Regions from separate parts of the Ovis aries genome. Here region 2 is linked to region 1. Evidence: chromatin contacts called from public Hi-C data. All regions are on one chromosome and are shown on one strand. The core of a region is the stretch at or near the end of the contact, and the rest is flanking DNA. Distances in the headings are between cores, read along the strand shown. Region 1 holds the start of LRRFIP2 (LRR binding FLII interacting protein 2). Region 2 holds the start of EPM2AIP1 (EPM2A interacting protein 1).

Evidence for each region. Hi-C and Micro-C count contacts between places; a contact is called where the count stands out from the background.
Region 2: a contact with region 1 is called in a Hi-C map of liver, with 4 times the contacts expected there. The contact joins the promoter of EPM2AIP1 here to the promoter of LRRFIP2 in region 1. A contact is called at or near these places in 3 of 16 Hi-C or Micro-C datasets (hypothalamus, liver and skin fibroblasts).

Annotation. Positions count from the first base shown.
Region 1 is chr19:10,382,482-10,388,845 of ARS-UI_Ramb_v3.0, reverse strand. LRRFIP2 (LRR binding FLII interacting protein 2) reads right to left here and starts at 3,028. Exons shown (of 25, transcript XM_060402076.1): 1 at 2,795-3,028. LOC121817208 (a long non-coding RNA gene) reads left to right here and starts at 3,034. Exons shown (of 2, transcript XR_006057000.1): 1 at 3,034-3,370.
Region 2 is chr19:10,578,140-10,584,503 of ARS-UI_Ramb_v3.0, reverse strand. EPM2AIP1 (EPM2A interacting protein 1) reads right to left here and starts at 3,788. Exons shown (of 2, transcript XM_027958010.3): 1 at 1,061-3,788. The coding sequence starts at 3,687. The coding sequence ends at 1,861. MLH1 (mutL homolog 1) reads left to right here and starts at 4,062. Exons shown (of 19, transcript XM_004018218.5): 1 at 4,062-4,289. The coding sequence starts at 4,174.

The DNA.
Region 1 (6,364 bases), core at 1,779-4,278:
CCTTCTTTCTGAAGTTTTACAAGTTGAGTTTTGAATGATGGTCATAAACTTTTTACTGTTTTTCTAACTGAATAAGGTGGTACATATTTCCGGTTAAAAGACCATCTCTCCATTCAGATTCTCCAGAGAGAAAGCAAAGGCAAAGGTCTATGCAACCGCCTATTTGTAGGTACGATGGAAAGTGAACCTGTGGTGAGGACAGAATGTGTTTCCTCTAAAATGATCCTCATCAACATTCCCAACATGGTGCAGGGAGATCCCCCCCCCCCCCCCATATATTTTCGATTCTGTTCCTCTTCACACTAGGAGCAGGGTAAACAATTCACAAAGAGCTTTGCAAGAAACTGCTCCCTCTCGTTTCTAGTAAAGATCTGTTGTTGTTTTGAGAGAAAAAGAATCTACTTTGCCAAACATATTCTCCGAATCAGTTTTTCCCTTCATTGTGGAGATGCTTAAATCCTGACCTAAGAAGGATTCTCTTACAAATCTACCCATCAGGACTGTCAGTTCGGGTGGTTTCCACAAGGGATTTTCCAAAAGGGAATCTCTGTTCAACTGGAAACTGAAACTCACCATTAGCTGGACAAAAATCAAAAGCAATATTAGGGAACACTCTGAATATAAGAATGGATATCCAAGGAAATAAAATGCCAAAATTTAGTTCAAGAATTAAAAGAATTTACTAAGCAAGATCAACAGGGCAAATTTACCATTACTTAATAATTGATAATTAACTATACAGTTCTTTATAAATCAACATAAAATAAGCTGATTTCCAAAAATAGAAGAAATCAAGGCTAAGAGTATCAAGAACTCTGTGAGTCAAAGTCATTTTGCTTAGCAACACTTTAAAAGCCAAAAATGATCAAGTTACATTCCAGTAATTAAAAGTTATTTCTAATTTAAAATGAATTCATTCCCATAATGAATCACTACTTTAATATACGCTTTCTTCTACGACAGAACTGAAGCAGGAGCTCTGTATAGCCTTCCCAGGTGTGTCGGTGGTAAAGAATCCGCCCACCAGTGCAGCAGAGGCAGGTGAGAGAGCCCTGGGTCAGAAGATGCCCTGGGGGGAGGAAACGGCAACCCACTCCAGTATTCTTGTCTGGAGAATTCCACGGATTGGACTCTGGAGTCTGATGGACTAAAGTCCGCTGGGTCACAAAGAGCTGGACACAACTGAGCACGTATAAAGTCTCATTCCACCTTTTTAAGGGCAGATTTTCCCAAATGGGTAAGGTCTTTCCCTCAAACGACTGCTTGTTTTCTGTACTGCAGATTCTTTGAGTGAACTTTTTCCTACCTTAATGATGGTAGCTGTCCTTTTCACTGGCATTTATTTTGTTTCTAGACATTTATCTTCCTAGAGTGGGTAAAATCACAACAATCCACTTAGGAACTAACTGTTCTAAATCCTAAAGCTTCTGCAAAAGTCCACTATTTGTTTCTCTACTATACTTCATGACAATAATTATGAAGCAACAAACCTAACAAAAGCCTCAATGCAACACTTCCTAGGAGTGAAGGTATCTAATTAAACAGGCAGTAACAAACCTCAAACTTTCCTCTATTCCAAGTTTAAGAACCCTATCAATGATTCATTCACACAGCGAGTGACCTAACTTCCTCAATGAATCACACTTTCTGAAATTCTTATTCTACATGAGTATAATAGTCATCATCTCTACATGTGTTGAACACAGCATGAAGTTGGTTAAACTAAGTTAATTCTGTAAGACCTTCAAACCACAGCAACCTCAAGTTCCTGCCAAGTAACTTATCTGCAACACTTTGCCTTTTCCAACAATTGCACCTCTCCAAACAGATGCATCCCCAAAATAAACATTTAATCTTGAAACACTTATTTTAAACACTAATTAAGACCTGATTCATCCACACCCTGCCCTCCATCTCTCTGGTTCCACTACCGCATCCCCATTCTCCTCCCATTGTGATGCCGTGAAAAAGTAATGGACACTGTTATCCTCACACTTATCCTTCAATCAATGAACCTACACTACACTTTTTCTTTTTAGGGCATAAGTGCTGAGTCATTAAATGGAAACTCTAAGAAAAAAGAGCTACAAGCAGTTTAAGTTTAGGATCCCATTATTTCCCTGGCCAGGTCTCCACAGCCTGATATTTGTATATCCCACGGTAGAAAAACCAAAGCAAACACTTGAACTTTTTTTCCCCTCCCCGTCGAAGAAAGAACAAGAGATGGGTTTCCTTAGGTCCTTTGGCTTCCAGCAACATACCCACGGGCACGAGAAGCAGGCCCGGCTGGAGCTATATAACTTAACAATCTGGGTGTGAATAACGCCTGGCCGTAGTCAAGCATTAACCCTGACACTCCTAACAAGCGCTTGTTCTGCTCCTGCTTCATTCAGTTCGGGTCAAGGAGGAAGGGGAAAAAAAAAAAAAATCTCATACAAGCTCTACGCCCTCCACCAGCCTGACACCTTTCCCCGGGTGGCCGGCCGGGGACAGACCGAGGGAGTGGAGAGGGAGGAGGAGCCCTAGCACCCAAAGAGCAGAGACAGCGGCCCGAGTTCATTTCTCCCACAATGGAAGTATCGCCGTCCCCGCTCGCGGATCGAGGCTGCGCGTTCGAGACCCGGCGTGATGCCCGAGGACGCCGCAGGCAGGGGGCGACCTCGACCCCGGGGCCCGCTGGAGGGGGCCTGGCCCCCAGCAGAGGTCGGCGGCAGCGCGGACTTCGCCGAGCTGCAGAGGCCGGGAAGCGCGGGCCCCGCTCCCCGCCAAGGCTGGCGGGAGGAGCGGCCCTTACCTGTGTTCGGGCGCGGGCTGTGGCTGCGGGCGCCGCCGGGAAGGGCCGGAGCGCGGCTCGCCGACCGGGAGCCTGCCGGAGCTAAGGGCGAGGGGCGCGGAAGGTAGACTCGGTCCCAGGTCCCCGGCCAGGCGGGCCGGGCAGGACGCGGCGGCTCCCGGCGCCTACGGCCGGTCAGTCAGTCACGCCGGTGTCCCCTCGGCGCCGCGGCTGAGACAGCGGGAACCGGCCCCCGGGAGGAGCCGCAGCCCGAGCGGCGGGCGGCGGAGGCGGAGGAGGGGCGGGGCCACAGGGTCGGCGACCCGCTCACCCGGAAGTACTTGTGGTCGCGGCGGCGCGCGCTGCGCGACGGGCTTAACCCCCCGCGGCCGGCTGCGTGCCGCCGCAGAAGAGAGTGGGGACCCCGAGTAGGGTGGTGGCTGGGGCGGCCTCCTGAGGTGGTTCCTCCAGGTCCGCGCGGTCCACCCCGCCCCTCCGCCCCCAGGACGGGGGTCGGGAATGTGAACTGATGCGCGTGCCCGTTGGCGGCTACCCCTGCCTCGGTCACCTCTAAACTGTCCGGCCTAGAGGGCTTGGGTGAGTGGGCCGGGGCGGCAGTTCTAACCGTTGGAACGTAGGTGGGTGGGTGCGGCCGAAGCGCTGGAAGCTTTATTTCCAAAATGAATGATTTTGAAATGATTTCCGGTGAAGAATGCTGGGGGCGGGGCTGGGGGGAAAAGAGTCCGTTCAATATCTGATGGATTCGGAGCTGTCATTCAGTCCGAGAGTCTCAGTCGAGATCCACCGGCTTCAGGGCCCTGGAGAAAGACCAGAGGTCCTGCTCTTTGGGAAGCTCATCTTCTAGTGGGGTGGACGGATTTAAGCAAATAAGGTAATGACAGATTGCGGTGAGACTCCGCAGGTGATACACAAAGTGATGAGAGATCCTGTAGGCGAGACCTCTGGCAGGAGAAGACCTCCAGAGGGAAGTGGCAGTTGGGCAGCCTCCTGAGAAGAAGGCACAAAACACTTCGATACAACTTTACATCCGGGACAGTAGTAGGTTCCAGGACCCGCTGAATAAGCCCATGATTCCATGTTAAGAGCCTGGCTCGAATACCTTCTAAGGGCTGTTTGTGTGCTGCCCACCCCTGCGATTTCAGAAGGCTTGCTCACCTTTCAGAGTTCATGAGGGCTGGAGTGTGGCACTGCGAGGGAGGCGTGGATTACGGAACTGTGGTCTTTAGGCAGAGAGACACCAACAGGTGGCTTCATGGCAGGAGGATTCTCATACCATCAGCCTTGGAAAGACAAAGTCTCTAACCTCGCGCTCTTTCTCTTTCCATGTCGCTGTTTTTCTCAGACCTGTGAACAAATATTGAAACTTGTTTTTACCTGGGATCAAGAGGGGCTTAATGTCCCCAAAAGATCACACTATGTTACGATCTGAATAAAAGGATTAATTACGTGTTTTGCTAACTCAGTTAAACTAAAAAGCAGACTTGCAAGAGAGAACCTATTCAGGTACCTGAATAATACCAATAATCCAATAATGTTTATTAAGTATTAGTTTATATGACTGCATAATTAATGGAAAGACTGTTTGGAATGATATTAGGATTGGAAGGGACTTCCGTGGTGGTCCAGTGCTTAAGACTCCGTGCTCCCAATGCAGGGGATCTGGGGTTCAGATCCATGGTTGGGGAACTATTAACAGATCCCACATGCCACAACTAAAACATCAGGCATATAACAATAACAAGGAAAAAGATCCTTCCAGCCACAGCTAAGACCTGGTGCAGCCAAATAAATACTACAAATACGTGTGTGGGTGTGTGTGCTCACACAGTATTGGCACAACATTCTACTAAACTCTTAAATATATTATCCCTTTCAGTACTAGGACCAACCTTGAGATATGGGAATTACTATACCCATTTTAGTAGCAAAGTCATTGAGATTCAGGGAAATAATGATTTGCCTAAGGTAACAAAACTAGTAGATGAGAGAATGTGAAATTTGAACCTGAATTTGAAACTCTTGTCTTTCTGGCCCCAATACCCCTTTTACTTTATGCCGTGTTGCTGTAATTTTAATATTTAAGAGGGAAATATAAACGAAGCATCCAGCAAAGCAAATGTCTATGTTGCTCTTGTAATTTTATTATGAAAGTATACTTTAAGGTAAAGTGCTATAAGGCAATTTTGGAAATTTTCTGTTTTTATTTCTCCCACAGTAGGATATTTGCCATCTGTTACCCAAAAGAAATATTTCACTTGTTTCACATGTGTCTTTTGAAGGCTCCCAAGAATGTTCTGATGCTAACATTTTGTTATTGTAAGGGGATCCTTACTAAATGCATCACTCTGAACTGTTTCACAAGCAGTCTTTCCCTGCACATTCTTTCCACCAAAATATGTGTTCCCAGATCTTTATGGAATATTCTGACATGTGAATGCCCCCAGGTCTATGTGAGCTAGCTGCTTTAGGGACATAGTAATAGATGAAGGAAAAAGTTTTTTTGAGCAATGAGGTGGTAGGATTTGTACATTTTTGTTCATTTCATATCAAATCCTTCACATTTTTCTTTGATGATGTGAAGACATAAAAGTTTTCCTTTCTCAAGAGCAGATACTCATTTTTGCGGTTTTCACAAAATTGACTTTCGCAAACAATGCTATGTTTCACTCTACGCAGCTCTCTGGAAAACATTAGTTCAAACATTAAAAATAGGATGCTACTTTTCAGAGCCCAATCTTTTTATTAGTAAAGTGTATGTATGTAAGCACACATTGGAAGCATTTTTAAAATTTTTAAAACTCCTTACAAACCTGTGGAAACCTAGCAAAGCAACTGTCTTTGTTTACATTTATTTGCTTTAAGTTCTGTTTCCAAAAATGCTTTCTTATCTAGATTTACTACTTTTTCTTCCTTTCCTTTTTTGGTGAGGAGGGGAATTATAGACTCACAAGAAGTTACAAAAATAATACAGAAAAGACCTCTTTACTCTTTATCCAGTTTCCCCCATTGGCAGCATCTTATATATCTATAAAACATTATTAAAACTAAGAAATTGACATTTCACTGTCTTTTGATTAGTAGTTTCTTTCTGTGTTTCATCATATTAAAAACTTAACCATTTTGCAACAATTCATTTTTGGTATATTTGGCTCTTTTTTCTTTCCTAAATTAGCAAATGATAATATTAATAAGCTTGCCACAGTGCTTGTCTAGAATTACAAGTTTACTAAAAAATTTTGTGAGTCAACACACTTAAAATGTGATTTATATGTAAGATTTTTGCTTTTTCTGCTTATATTGTACCATATCTTCCTGCTCTAATAAACCTATAAATTTATACAACTTGCAAATGTGTGTTTTAATATATACCCTCTGACCACTGAAATATTTGCAAAGAGATTTCTAGTAAGGAATGAGAAAGTTCTCACTTGACAGAAAAGGGAGAAAAAGTTTGTAAACATCTAATTATTCACATGAGAATGCTATGATCTGTTGGTTTGGAAGCCATATCTCATGGCTAATTCTGACTCCATTTGGATTCTCCTAGAGAGAGCAGCTCATCCTTTCCTC
Region 2 (6,364 bases), core at 2,539-5,038, 190 kb before region 1:
TGTAATAGAACAGAGCCCTTTAATCTGGCCCAGTGCCAACTATTGATTTATAAATGCTACTGTGAGCTACCAGAATCTATCAGGGCCTTGACTGTATCTTACCAGCCAAATCTGGAATGCTGGAATTCATTTCCACCATCAAATGTTATCAATTAGCCTAACTTGCCCTTCTAATTCTGCTTCTACCGGTAATTTGCCTTCTCCTTCAAAATCAGATGACATACTCGGGTGGGGGGCGGTCTGCTGGAACTTTGGGAGGAGTAAGTTTCTACTGTGCAGTGCTATCCTATGCCCCCATGGGTGGGGGGGGGGGGTGTCATTCATGCTTCCATGCCAGCAGAACTTCCTCCTAAGGAATGTCACAATTAAAACCAGTCTCCTTTTTCCCCTACATTCTAAAGGAGGAGATACTGTCTGATTGAGAACCACTGGCAAGATTTTGGTTCTATTTTGATTGCTCAGGGTTCAATTCCTTCTAAACTGTTTATTCTAGTTCCTTGAATTTGCTGAATTAGTGACCACAGAGATATGCAGTCCACGAGTTGCGACAGGACCTGAGCACACGTTTTCAAATTGTACTTGAGCAGATCTCTAAGGTGGGTCCTGTCCTTAAATCATTTCACATATTTGGCTTTACCGTAAGATTTTTTAACGGCTAACATAAATTTAAAAATGACTGTTTTAGTCCAAAGCAGGTGTCTCACTAAAAAGTATGGAACTGCTACAATCAGTAAATAAAGCTGCTTCTGGAGAGTTAAAATATTTCCCCTTGTGCAGTCTTAAATACACAATGTGTGAGACAATGGCAGGTTGATAATAAATCCATTTAAAGTCACAAACAACATTTGATACATCACGTTAAAATAAAGGATTGCCTTTTAGCAGATTTCTTTATAAAGCCGTAGCACCCAGGCCGATGGGACAAATAAGCTAAAATAGCTCACACCTCCTGATCCTGTGATGCAAACATCTTCTCTTTCTCATCCTTTTTGACAGGGCTAAACTGTCTAGAGTACAAAAAAGAATGACTAGTGGGCAGCCCCTAAGAGTCTATACTTACCATAGTCTTCTACAGGCAAGCTCATAAAAACGGCACTCGGCTGTGAAGCATTCAGGGGAAACTGCCAAAAATTGGTTAGTCTGATCTCCAAACTGTAAAAGCCTCTTAAACCAGCAATTTAAAACAATTCTTGCTCCTCTGACTAAAACTTTACTCAAACTGAGTAAAATTTCCTGTCTATCATTATCGCTACCACGGGGCAAGGGAAGGTGAGAGACAGGAAATATGTCTAAAGTAAGTAAATATATTTACTTTAGACTCAGAAACATGTCTAGAAAAAAAATAGTCTCCAACATTTTGATAATTAGACAAAACACCTCTACTGTATGTTCGCTCCTCCTTTGCAGAAGCTTCTGCAGTTGCCGTGTGAGTTTCTGCAAACTGGCTCAAACATATATTTAAGAAGCTGATACTTTCAGACTATACGCATCAGAATTTTAACACTTTTTTGGTTAAAATAAGAGCAAAAGCTTCTTCGAGACACCTTAAAAACAGACTTCTGATTCAACTCACATTTTAGTACTAAACTTTTAAAAAAACAATTATATCATAAAAGCAAAAGATAATGACTTTGCCATGAAATTCTGTTTTAGAAAAAAAAGGTATCTGCAGGTGTCAGTCCCACGCTGCCTCGAGATGGGAAAAAAAAAAAATCTGTCTAAAGCGTGTCAATTGTGATCAATTTTGATGAAGAACATGATGCCTTCCCACAATCCAAATTAGCACACTTGAAAATCAAACAGATGTTTGCTTTTAGAATTGGATTCTTGTTGAGTATTTCAATGTTGTACTACAACAGTTTATGGATTGGATTCATTTCTTCCTCTCACAAGATCATCCCAGCGCGGCTCTATTTCAGTGGTGGCAATCCGAAACAGGGCGTGGAGGTGTTCGTCTGTCAAAGGCTGGCTCAAAGTGTGTTGGTTTCGAGTCAAATATGAAAAAGCCTTTTCACAGATTTTGCTGCTATCAAACAAGGATGCCACCTTACAGGCAACCCCTTTGATAATCGGGTAAGATTCCGCAGACAGTCCAGCATAGAACTGCCCTAAATCTTTGGTTCTGTATTCCTCCCAAAGGTTAGCACTTGCCTGAAGTTTTGTGAGTTCCACCCTTACTGAAATAGGTGCATATTCAGGTTTAAAGCTAAATGGATTAGCAAAAAGCTCTAAGTCCTTCTTAATGAACTTGAGGTCCTTGAAATGTCGCTCAAACTCTTTCTGTAGGCGACAGATCACCCCTCGATACCTCTCAAGATCGAGTATTTTTTCATCTTCTTGAAGATTCTCTTTAAGCTCATCAACCACTTGGCTCAAGGCAGCAAAATGGGTCAGATTTTTTTCTTCGACTTGTCTCTGAAGTAAATTCAGCTTCACCTCAAAGGCACAGATATGGTCAAAGGCGGCGGCAGCGAAGACTCTGTTCACTCTCAGTAGTTCGCTGATTTCTCCAAGGTGGTCCATAATATCCACCAGGAAGCCGAAGTCACAGAGCCATTCCTTGTCTGTGAAATGGACCGTCGTGGCTCCTATCGAGACCAAGAATGTTTCTATCTCTTTTCTTAAGGAAAATATTAGTTTCAAAGTCTTCCCTTTCCTAAGCCAGTTGTTTAGACAGCGTCCGTTAACCCTTTCACCGTGCTCTGATTCAGATTCAGTCAGTAAAGCCTGAAATTCCGGCCGCCTAACGCCTCTGGTCTTAATCAAAACTATCCATTCAGATACGGCATTTATGATCTGATTAACATCCACATCGTAGGAGCTCAACAGTTCCAAGTGAAGAAATCCCGAATAGTGGATCACATTCCAACAGTTGGGGCTTACAGCCTTTTCTCTCATGTATGACACCAGTCCTGAGTTCTCACCGATCATCCTCAGAGTGTGGGTCGTGGTCAGTCCAACCATGCGCTGCAGGCTAAGCCCGGCCGTCTGCAGGGCCTCAAGGATTGCCGCCATGAGGGCGCCAACACTGAAGTGATGAGTCAAGTTGATTATGGTCAGAAGCTCTTCGTGCACTTCCAAATCGTGGCTGACGCCGCGGACAAAGACCAGCAGGTAGTTCTCATAGGCCACAAAAGCTTGGTCGTCCAAGGCAAGGGAATAGGCTTTAAATTCCTTGGCTCGGTTAAAAAGTTGACTGCGTAGATTCTGGTGAATGTCCAGGACCCTCTGCCGCGTGGTCTCTGGAGATAAATCGATGCCATCCATAACGCCTACGTGGTCGGGCAGCACGTCTCTCAGCATCACCGCCATGCACCGGTGCACAAAGTCCCCCTCGCCCCAGCCGCAACCCTTCAAGGCCAAGAGGCGGGCGAGTCCCAGGCCTGCACGAGCTATTCTCTGCTCCGGAGTGAGCGGGGCGGCCTCCGGCAAGTCGCCCCGACGCAGACGCTCCACCAGCGCCGCGCGCTCGTCCTCCGCTACATACCGCTCGTAGTACTCGTGCTCGGCCTCGTAGTGCTGCTTGACGTCGGGTTCGCCCGTTGCTGCGACCAGGCGGCGACAGACCAGGCACAGGGCGCCCTCGCCCTCCGGAGGCTCCACCACCAGGTACCGCTGGGTCCACTCGGCCCGGAACGCCCGAGACTCGTCGATTTCCATTTTGCTCCTCTTGGGCGTCATCCACATTTCACGGAGGCCACAGGAGATGGGCCGACCTCTGGGAGGCCGCAAGCAAAGGGGAAGGAGGAGCAGAAGAGGGGCCCCAAGCGCCTCCTCCGCTCTGCGCCAAATCACCCCAGCGGCGGACACCAACCTGGGGCACCCGCGCGTCCTTTCCTATTGGCTGGAGATTTCGTATCCCCTAGCCCCAGGCAGGAGCCAATAGAAAGAGCAGGCAGCGATTGCAAGCGCGCAGGCGCACATCCTTCTAGCTGCGAGGCGAACGGAAGCCGTGTTAGGGCGGGACTAAGAAACCGGAATCACGGACTTCACGGGCATTAGAGCTGCCCAATCAGTAGCTTCCTGGTCCGGAAGTGACGCTACCGCCCGAGGGTTAGTCTGGATTTCGTCAACAGGATTGAGGGAAGGACGTGGGCAAGAAACTGTATGGAGATTGGCTGGAGGTACTTCCAGTGAGCTTCACGGCGTGACCCGGGATCGTCTGGCGCCAAAATGTCGCTTGTAGCGGGGGTTATCCGGAGGCTGGACGAGACAGTGGTGAACCGCATCGCGGCAGGGGAAGTTATCCAGCGGCCAGCTAATGCCATCAAGGAAATGATTGAGAACTGGTACGAAGGGAGTCAAGGCTTTCTCCAAGGCCACTACATAACGGACCGCTGCTACGGATAGCGCGGACACGCCTCCCTGCCCTGAACCCAAGAATGTGTGGTTGCGGCGGCGGCGGAGGCCCAGGCTGCTGTCTGCTCCCCTCACGTGTCCTCGAGCGTTGTCGCGAGACTTTAGGGTTGTTGGGGGAGCAAGGACAGTAAACCAGTATTGTTTTAATGATGCTATTAACTAAGAAACCCTTTAAAAACTATATATGCAGAAGGTGCAAGTTTTTGAATGTCTAAAAGTTTTATAATTTAAATTCCTTTCTTCTTTCAAACGGTATCAGTTTCTTGCTTATTCCTGAAGTCATCCATCTACGTTCAGCAGTACAATTCACTTTGAGTTATATTCAAACTTAATTGCTGGGATTTTAGGAGAGAACAGTGAACTTAGGGTTTAATTTGTGATTTTCCTATTATTGCCAGGTTAGCTCACTTTCGCTTTTCACTTTCATGCATTGGAGAAGGAAATGGCAACCCACTCCAGTGTTCTTGCCTGGAGAATCCCAGGGACGAGGAGCCTGGTGGGCTGCCGTCTATGGGGTCGCACAGAGTCGGACACGGCTGAAGCGACTTAGCAGCAGCAGCAGCAGCAGCAGCAGTCCCCATTTAGGATTTTTAAAATTAATTAAATTAGAGGCTAATTACAATATTGTAGTGGTTTTGCCATACATTGACATGAATCAGGCATGGGTGTACATGTGTTCCCCATCCTGAATCCCCCTCCCACCTCCCTCCCCATCCCATCCCTCTGGATCATCCCAGTGCACCAGCCCTGAGCACCCTGTCTCATGCATTGAACCGGGACTGGTGATATGTTTCACGTGTGATAATATACATGTTTCAGTGCTATTCTTTCCAATCACCCACTTAGGATTTTCTTACCCTTTTTGCAGAGTCACTTTGAAGATCCCTTATCTTTTGGGGGTATTCCGGGAATTCTGAAGTTTAGAACTGTCACACAACCATTGTGGAGGGAAGAGGTTAAAAACGTGGAAAGAAGGTTAGGTGTAAACTAAACTTCAGAAAGGACAGAGGCTCGTAGTATACCTAAATGTGTCGGATCTTTTGTGTTGAAATGCATTGATGTGGGGCTTTCCCGGTGGTCCAGTGGCTAAGATTCCGACCTCCCAGTGCAGAGGGCTGGGGTTCAATCCCTGGCCAGGGAACCAGATGCCACATGCTGCAACTAAAGATCCTGTGTGCTGCAAGCTAAGACCTGGTGCAGCCAAATATTTTTTTAAAAAATGCATTGATGTTAATACAATCCATACGTTAAAGGGGAAAAAAAATGCTCCAGTTGGAAGGTTTGTAAAGGGATTCTTCTGAGAACATAAACAACCATGGGGGTAATGAAAGAACAGTGGGTCAGAAAGGACCACCAGAAGAAAGGAAGAGAATTAGAAGGTGGACCAAAGAAGAAGCAGGGAACCTGAGCATTGTCTCTCCTTTTGACTTTACTTACATAGTTGGCAAAGGCTGGCTTTTGTTCTCCAATTTTAGAATTAACTAACAGCAATTTAAGTGTGTTGAGGTACCGTTCAGGAACACTACACACTGGCTTACACTTAAGAAATTATATGGAGTCTAGCTCTGCTGTTTTTAATAGACAAGTTGAGGTGGCTAAATGAAACTTCAATTCAGGGACTCCTGAGTAAGTTCTTTGATATTTAAGTAACTTATTATCTTATTTCTGAATAAATAATTGTCTTCCTAAGGAGGAGGTAACTTCTCTTTCTCATGCAGCCCCAGGCTGATTTATTTTCTCTTGCTCTATAGATGCTCTATGCTTGTAGGCTATTCTTTGAAGGGGTAATAAGGTGTATTTAATTTTCTGCAGCATCCTTTTTTTCTTTCTCCTAACATATCTTTTCATAAAGAGGCTAGTGGAGAAAAACTTATAGAATTTTTTACTCAGTGACATTTTATAAGGGTCATGTAGGATCCTGGGGCTGAATAAAGTTTGAGTAATAGATGGTAATTAGTTTAGAACTAGAGGAGCAGAAATATCGCTGAATGTCCTATTGGAAGTG